Regions from separate parts of the Mus musculus genome. Here region 2 is linked to region 1. The links are chromatin contacts, called in public HiChIP or PLAC-seq maps. All regions are on one chromosome and are shown on one strand. The core of a region is the stretch at or near the end of the contact, and the rest is flanking DNA. Distances in the headings are between cores, read along the strand shown. Region 1 has its middle 120 kb from the start of Gm40892. Region 2 overlaps Gm40892.

Evidence for each region. HiChIP or PLAC-seq counts read pairs in DNA pulled down with a chosen protein or histone mark.
Region 2: a RAD21 HiChIP or PLAC-seq map of pro-B cells shows a contact between it and region 1, with 2.5 times the contacts expected there. The contact joins two enhancer-like sites. A contact is called at or near these places in 3 of 15 datasets of contacts at CTCF or cohesin (CD8 T cells, large pre-B cells and pro-B cells), 2 of 484 Hi-C or Micro-C datasets (CD4 T cells and large pre-B cells) and 1 of 115 datasets of contacts at active chromatin or transcription factors (large pre-B cells).

What each region holds. Positions count from the first base shown.
Region 1 is chr12:92,773,802-92,777,664 of GRCm38.p6, forward strand. No RefSeq gene overlaps it. Among named protein-coding and RNA genes, the nearest start is that of Gm40892, 120 kb to the right of the region's middle. Within about 2 kb of position 2,095, at least 4 of the 459 cell types and tissues checked have an H3K27ac peak or open chromatin away from gene starts, as enhancers often do. A contact at or near this core is called in pro-B cells, where this site is marked.
Region 2 is chr12:92,880,406-92,884,268 of GRCm38.p6, forward strand. Gm40892 reads right to left here. Exons shown (of 4, transcript XM_030247051.1): 4 at 3,313-3,863. Among named protein-coding and RNA genes, the nearest start is that of Gm40892, 13 kb to the right of the region's middle. Within about 2 kb of position 2,041, at least 18 of the 459 cell types and tissues checked have an H3K27ac peak or open chromatin away from gene starts, as enhancers often do. A contact at or near this core is called in pro-B cells, where this site is marked.

The DNA of each region.
Region 1 (3,863 bases), core at 845-3,344:
GGGTGCTCTTACCTACTGAGCCATTTCACCAGCCCTCCTCTCTTTTTCTAATGACACAAATGGGCTTGTGTTCATGAGGATGCTCATTACTTATGAGGTTGACAGCATCAACATCTCTCCAGCTGGATGGTAGCTTATATTCCAACTCACATGCTAACACTTTACTCTTATGAATACGTCTCAGACATTTCAGTGTTTTAAATGCATAAATTTAGTCATTTCTATTTGGTAGAAAAATAGGGAAAGTCCATATTACCCATCACTAAACTATAAACCTATGAGGTTGTAGAAATAGCAACTCTCTTCTTCGAATTTTTAAATAAATTGTTCACCCACCCAGTATGTGACACACAGAAAAGCTTGAAAATGTGACAAGCAGATAGTGAGCTGCCCAAGGTAGGCCTGTTTCTTGCTGCTGTACTCAGCCAATTTGCATTCCAAGCAAAGAACGATATGGCTACATATTGTGCATAAATTAGCCTCAAATGTAGACAGAAACACTCATGCAAACTGACAGTATTATCTCAAAATATCTTTGATAGCTCACAAATAATGTAGTCTGCTTCTCTGATCCAGTTCAGGCAAGAAAGTAGGAAGGAGATGATTTCTCTGGACTCCTGTGGTTCAAATAAAACAATCAAAGTCCACAGTCACCCTTTTTGTTTGTGTGGTCAATCCCATGTCAGTTTACTTTTCTGAACTTCAGTTTGTCTCAGCTTGAATCTTTAAATTTGAATAAAATGACTGACCTCATAGTGTAACTGGTAAAGGTGGAGAGTGATGTTTTTGAAGGTTGCTCTTCATTTTATATTAATTTTTACTCCTTTCTGTTGCTTTATTGAGATTATTTGTCTCATTCTGGAATACTAAAGAGAATCAGGAAGTAAGCTTATGACTATGTTTTAAAAGATACTGTTACAACTGCTATTATTCAAATATTTATTCTGTTTTGTGTAATACGCACAATTCTTGACACCCATCATCCTTCACAATAACAGATGATATAGAATCACCGTTTCTCAGTACAGAGTGTGCAGGTCTGAACACATACACTATCTGACAAGTTATCAGTGAATACACAATTGAAAGATTCATTCTTTCCAAATTTAGGGAATTTGGTATATGCAGGAAATTATGGTGTGTGCATAGAACAGTGGGAGAGAACACAGATATTGTTACATGTATGCCATTTATGTGGGGCAGACAAATGAGTGGACAGTATGGACTACAAGCAAGGATGATAATAGATAAAAATGAGCTGAGATATGAGGGCATTGTGTGCAGAAATACAGAAAAGAAAAGTAGTCAAACCCTACACTGATCCCTCTCAAGGCAGAAGACAGGAGCAAGATGCAGGGATCAGCTTCTGTCACCCACACTCACTTCTTCAGGGCATACCTGCTTAGAGGCAAAAGAAGATCGAGCAGATTGTCCAAACTCTGAGATTTGAGACAAGGTCTAAAAGAAACGAATAGGCTAGGGATAAATAGAATCTAGGAGGCTCCTTTGTTAGGTAAAAGGATGGAAAGTTTCAGCTGTGTCACAAGTCACCTGTGGGAGAAGTGGGACGCAAGAGCATCCAGAACTGAATGCTTACATTTTGACTTTAACCGAAGCAGATGCATTGGGAAATGGCTGCAATCTCGAAGGCCCAGCCTCTTGAATAGACAAAAGTGTCTTTTCTGCACTTTGCAGAGCATACGGACATTCTAGGGATTTCTAGTCCTACAGGCCTGACTCACCACTTCTTTGGTGCCCATTAAATCTCAAACATGGAGCCAGCAACCAGTGGTGCTCCTTTTTTCCTGTGTGTTTGAGAGCATGGATGGTGCCAATTTTCATGCAGTGCATTTCTCATACAGTATATGGGAGACTTTTAGTTGGCTTTATATGTTTGACTCTTTGTAAATACTCTGTGATTATCAGCCTATTCGTTTATCCTTTATATGGGCTGCTGAATTAAAAACAAAATCAAAATATGAGGCTATTTTGCCTTTCTTTTTTTTTCTCTCTTTTTTTTCTGTGTGTGCAGGCGTGCTGATCAGCCAGCAGATGTTGCTCTCCTGCACAGGAAGGAGCAGAGTTATTTGTCTTGCAGCTTGAGCTATCACAAGCTCCCAGCTAAGCCAGCTGTGGAGGCTGGCAAGCGCACTCCCTTCACATTCGAGCACTTTAAAGAGTAAAGTGCTACCCGAAGACCCTTTCCAGCTCTCAGATCTATTCTGAATTACATGGCATTCTCTTGCTGGGAAATATTTAGAGTAAATGTCTGAATTAGTTCAATAGATAGTAGCTGGAGGAAGAGAAGATACTAAGACTGGAAGTTAACAGAACTAATACAATGAAACCAAACAAGATCAGTTAGAAAAAACCTCCATGTACACACAGTCAAGTGGATCAGAGGTCAGTTTTAGGAGGCAGAGAGAACTGAGCTAGGGTCTGGCTCTCCCAAAGCTGAGCTGGGAGTGATTTTGCCACAAATATTTTCATAATACTCTAAGGATAAAATGAGATAACACAAGCTCCAGGGGAGGGGGGGGAAGGTATTGGTTATTTCTTATTGTCGTTCCACCTATAGGATTGCAGATCCCTTCAGCTCCTTGGGTACTTTCTCTAGCTCCTCCATTGGGGGCCGTGTGATACATCCAATAGCTGACTGTGAGCATCCACTTCTGTGTTTGCCAGGCCCCGGCATAGTCTCACAAGAGACAGCCATATCTGGGTCCTTTCAGCAAAATCTTGCTAGTGTATACAATGGTGTCAGCGTTTGGAAGCTGATTATGGGATGGATCCCTGGATATGGCAGTCTCTATATGGTCCATCCTTTCGTCTCAGCTCCAAACTTTGTCACTGTAACTCCTTCCATGGTTGTTTTGTTCCCAATTCTAAGAAGGGGCAAAGTGTCCACACTTTGGTCTTCGTTCTTCTTGAGTTTCATGCGTTTAGAAAATTGTATCTTATATCTTGGGTATTCTAAATTTCTGGGCTAATATCCACTTATCAGTGAGTACATATTGTGCGGGTTCTTTTATGGTTGGGTTACCTCACTCAGGATGATGCCCTCCAGGTCCATCCATTTGCCTAGGAATTTCATAAATTCATTGGTCGTGCAAACTTTACATGCCTCAGTACAGGGGGACGCCAGGGCCAAGAAGTGGGAGTGGGTGGGTAGGGGAGTGGGTGGGGGAGCATGTGGGGGACTTTTGGGATAGCATTGGAAATGTAAATGAAATAAATACCCAATTAAAAAAATTTTAAAAAATTTTAAAAAATGATATAGCACATCTAACATTATTAGCATGTTGACAGGCTCATAGTAACTGATTCAAAAATTTGTGTTCTTTATTAATTATAGTGATCATTGTTCTTAAAGCATCAGATGACAGTATTTGATATTATGAAAGTCCTAGGCTACCTGTCTGAAAAGATTTTTGAATGTTTTTAATTTTATAATCAAGGGACTATAAATGAGTTTTCAAAAAACTTGTTTACCACGTTGTTATGGTCTTTCCTCTGATATTCCTTTTGAGCTTGAGTTAGAATAGTACTATTTAGTGTTTTGAGTTTTGTAAATGAGAGAAAATACAGAGAAAGTGAGATCTGCACTTAACTGATACCCTTCCTTCACTATGTTACTACTGAAGAAACGTAGACAATAATTTGGAAACTCATCTCAATTTGTTACTCATTAGCTGGACAAGAAACTTGCCCCTCAGTTTCTGAATATATATTCTGGAAATATTGGTATTTACCTACTTATAAGATTTCATGTAAAGATTTAAGATGACAATGGTTCTGAAGTCTTTTGTATATGTGAAATTTTCTCAATAGTTCATGTACTGGTAACTTGATGCCTAGAATAG
Region 2 (3,863 bases), core at 791-3,290, 110 kb after region 1:
CTCTGAAGGCTGAAAAATCCAGGAGAGCCTGGATAACTTACAGCATTACTGAAGACAATAGGTTCTTCTTCCTTAAGAAAAGGGGCTTTTATGATACAACTGTACTTTTTCACACTCCTCCATGATATCTTTCTAATAAAGGTAGTATTGAATTGATTTGTAGCTTCATAATGCCAATATACATTCCTTGGGCATTTTTGCTTTTTCACATAGTAGAAAAGTAGTTTTCCCTTTGTTTTATTTTCAGATGTGGTCGATTCAGTATTCCTTACATTTTTATGGACATATGCACAGCATGACTTCAAATTGCATGACTTCTATATAAATAAAATGTCTGCTTTTGCCATTGAATAATGCACATATATTTTTATTGGATATTTTCTTTATTTACAGTTCAAATATTCCCTTTTCCCAGTTTCCCCCCTCTACTCTCTCTGGAAACCCTCTATCCCACCCTCCTCCCCCTGCTTCTATGAGGTTGTTCCCCCACCCACCCACCCATTCCCACGACCCCACCCTCACATTCCCCTACACTAGGACATCAAGCCTTCAGAGGAGCAACGGCCTCCTCTCCCATTGAGGCCCAACAGGCCATCCTCTGCTACCTGTGCAACTGGAGCCCTGGGTCCCTCCATGTGTACTCTTTGGTTGGTGGTTTAGTCTTTGGGAGCTTGAGAGGATCTGGTTTGCTGATATTGTTGTTCATATATATTGTTTAAGGTTTTCCTTGCTTATTTGCTGTAAAAAGGTAATTAGTTGAGTGATTTCTTCAGTATGAAAAAAAACTGCACAAATATGCCATATTGTATTGAGTAAAGACTATTCTACTTTATATCGAAAGATAACAAGAAATAGCAATGACTGTATACAGCAAGGCTGTAACATGAGCAACAAGAATGTAATTAGTTAAGCATAAATTGAAGGCTCATGAGGGCTGTAGTTGGGTAGGTCCTTGATGTACATGTGAAAATATATGATATATACTTTCAGGAAAAATTACAAAATATATCACATAGACATATATTTATAAATGTTCATGGTAAGGTTTGTCAACATCAAAAGCATTTAATAAGCACCTACTATAAGAATCATTTTGGGTGTCTTATCTATATTTATGCATAAATCTCAAGCAAAAATAATATATTTTAAGGAAGAATAAAGTGTCCACACATTGGTCTTCCTTTTTCTTGATTTTCTTGTGTTTTGCAAATTGTATCTTGGGTATTCTAAGTTTCTGGGCTATTATCCACTTATCAGTGAGTGTATATCTACTGATTTCTTTAGTTACAGAGACAAAATTTGGAGATAAGACGAAAGGATGGATCATCCCGACACTACGCCACCTAGGGATCCATCGCATAATCAGCCACCAAACCTAGACACTATTACATATGCCAGCAAGATTTGGCTGAAAGGACCCTGATATAGCTGTCTCATGTGAGGCTATGCCAGTGCCTAGTAAATACAGAAGTGGATGCTCACAGTCATCTATAGGATGGAACACAGGGCCCCCAGTGGAGGAGCTAGAGAAAGTACCCAAGGAGCTGAAGAGGTCTGCAACCCTGTAGGTGGATCAACAATATGAACTAACCAGTACCCCCAGAGCTCGTGTCTCTAGCTGCATATGTAGCAGAAGATGGCCTAGTTGGCCATCATTGGAAAGAGAGACCCTAGGTCTTGCAAACTTCATACACCCCAGTACAGGGGAATGCCAGGACCAAGAAGTGGGAGAGGGTGGGTAGGGGAACAGGGTGGGGGAAAGGTATAGGGAACTTTAGGGATAGCATTTGAAATGTAACTAAAGAAAACATCTAATAAAAAATAATATATTTTATCTTCATGGTATACAATAAGAAAAAAGAAGGCCGATCCAGAGACTGCCCCACCTAGGGATCCATCCCATCGTCAGGTACTAACCCCAAACACTATTGCTGATGCCAAGAAGCACTTGCTGACAGGAGCCTGGTATAAGAGTCCCCCAAGAGGCTCTGCTAGATACTGACCAATACATGTGCAGATGCACTCAGCCAACCATGGGACTGAGCATGGGGATCTCAGAGGAAGAGTTAGGGGAAGGACTGAAGGAGCTGAAGGGAATTGCAACCCCATAGAGAGAACAATAAGATCCAATAATTGCCGCAGTCGGCCGACCTGAGGGTCACCGGGGTCTGCGGGGGGACCCTCTGAAAAGTGAAGGATAAGTGACGAGCGGAGACGGGATGGCGAACAGACACAAACACACGAGAGGTGAATGTTAGGACTGTTGCAAGTTTACTCAAAAAATCAGCACTCTTTTATATCATGGTTTACATAAGCATTTACATAAGACTTGGATAGATGTCAACAGAACATAGAAGGTTAGAACACTCAGAGCTTAGATCAAAACATTTGATACCAAACCAAGTCAGGAAACCACTTGTCTCACATCCTTGTTTTAAGAACAGTTTGTGACCATGAACTTACTTAAACCTTGGGAACCGCAAGGTTGGGCCCATAAAGATTATCCATTATAACTCATGCCAAAAGTATCTGCAGAAATATGTTCTAATAGTCTAGCCACTGCCCCCTCCTTGGTATAATGAAAAATCTTCCCCCAAACGTTCATTCCTGTTCCTAGATAAATATAATCATGTACCTGTTGTTTCATGTCGTCTTTTTCTTCCTGAGTTAACACACACCAAGGAGGTCTAGCTCTGGCGAGTCTTTCACGAAAGGGGAGGGATCTGTATAACACTTTATAGCCATTGACTGTGACCCACCTATTAAAATTTAAGTCATATCTTCCTGTATATGGTAACGGGGCATCTGTTGGTCTGTAGATGTAAGGTCCCCTATAAGTCCCTGGTTGCCACCACCTGTCTCCTATTTTGACAAACACACTCCTTTTTCCTTTTTTTACTTCTAGGCCTGTGGCCGATAGTCCTTGCACCTGTTCTTTGACTGCGGTTGAGCGTCTCTTTCTATTTTCTATTCCCATTTCTAACCTTTGAATTTGAGTAAAAATAGTACTAAAAGGTAACGATTCATTTCTTAACATAGTGATTAATAATCGACCTATTGGATTGGTCTTATTGGTAAAAATATAATTTTTAGCAAGCATTCTTATTTCTATTTCTGAAGGATAAAATCGGTGTGGCTTGTAAGAGGAAGTTGGCTGTGGTCCTTGCCCCAGGAGGAAGGTCGAGTTCTCCGAATTGTTTAGATTGTAATCTTGCACAGAAGAGCTATTAAAAGAGTCAAGGGTGAGAGCCCTGCGAGCACGAACCGCAACTTCCCCCAATAGCCCCAGGCAAAGCAGAGCTATGCCAAGTTTGCAGCAGAGAATGAGTATGTCTTTGTCTGATGGGCTCATCCGCGTGCACGCAGACGGGTCGTCCTTGGTGGGAAACAACCCCTTGGCTGCTTCTCTCCTAAGTGTAGGACACTCTCGGGAGTTCAACCATTTCTGCTGCAGGCGCGGCATTTCCCCCTTTTTTCTTTTTTAAAAGAAGCACGTTAAGATCTGACTGCACCTGGTCAAGGCTCTTCGCAAAGCACTGGAAGACAATGGGGAAAATCATAAGTACTATGACCAAAAGCAGGGCTCCAACTCCTATAAAAATGAAATATTGTGTCCAATCCAATGGATTTAAAGCCTTTACTCCATTGGCAAAGGACTGAGCCAAGCCACTGAGGTCCACTGCGTCAATATGTTGTTTGCTCATATCACTAATCAGGTTGGTTAACTCCTGTATGTTATATGAAATCTCATTGTCATTCCAAATGCCCAACAAATGAGCTCTGGTTCTTTCTCAGCTCTCAGAAGCATTATATGGCAAAGGTGTGACACAGATAAAATCATAATTTGCATGACACCTAGTGGA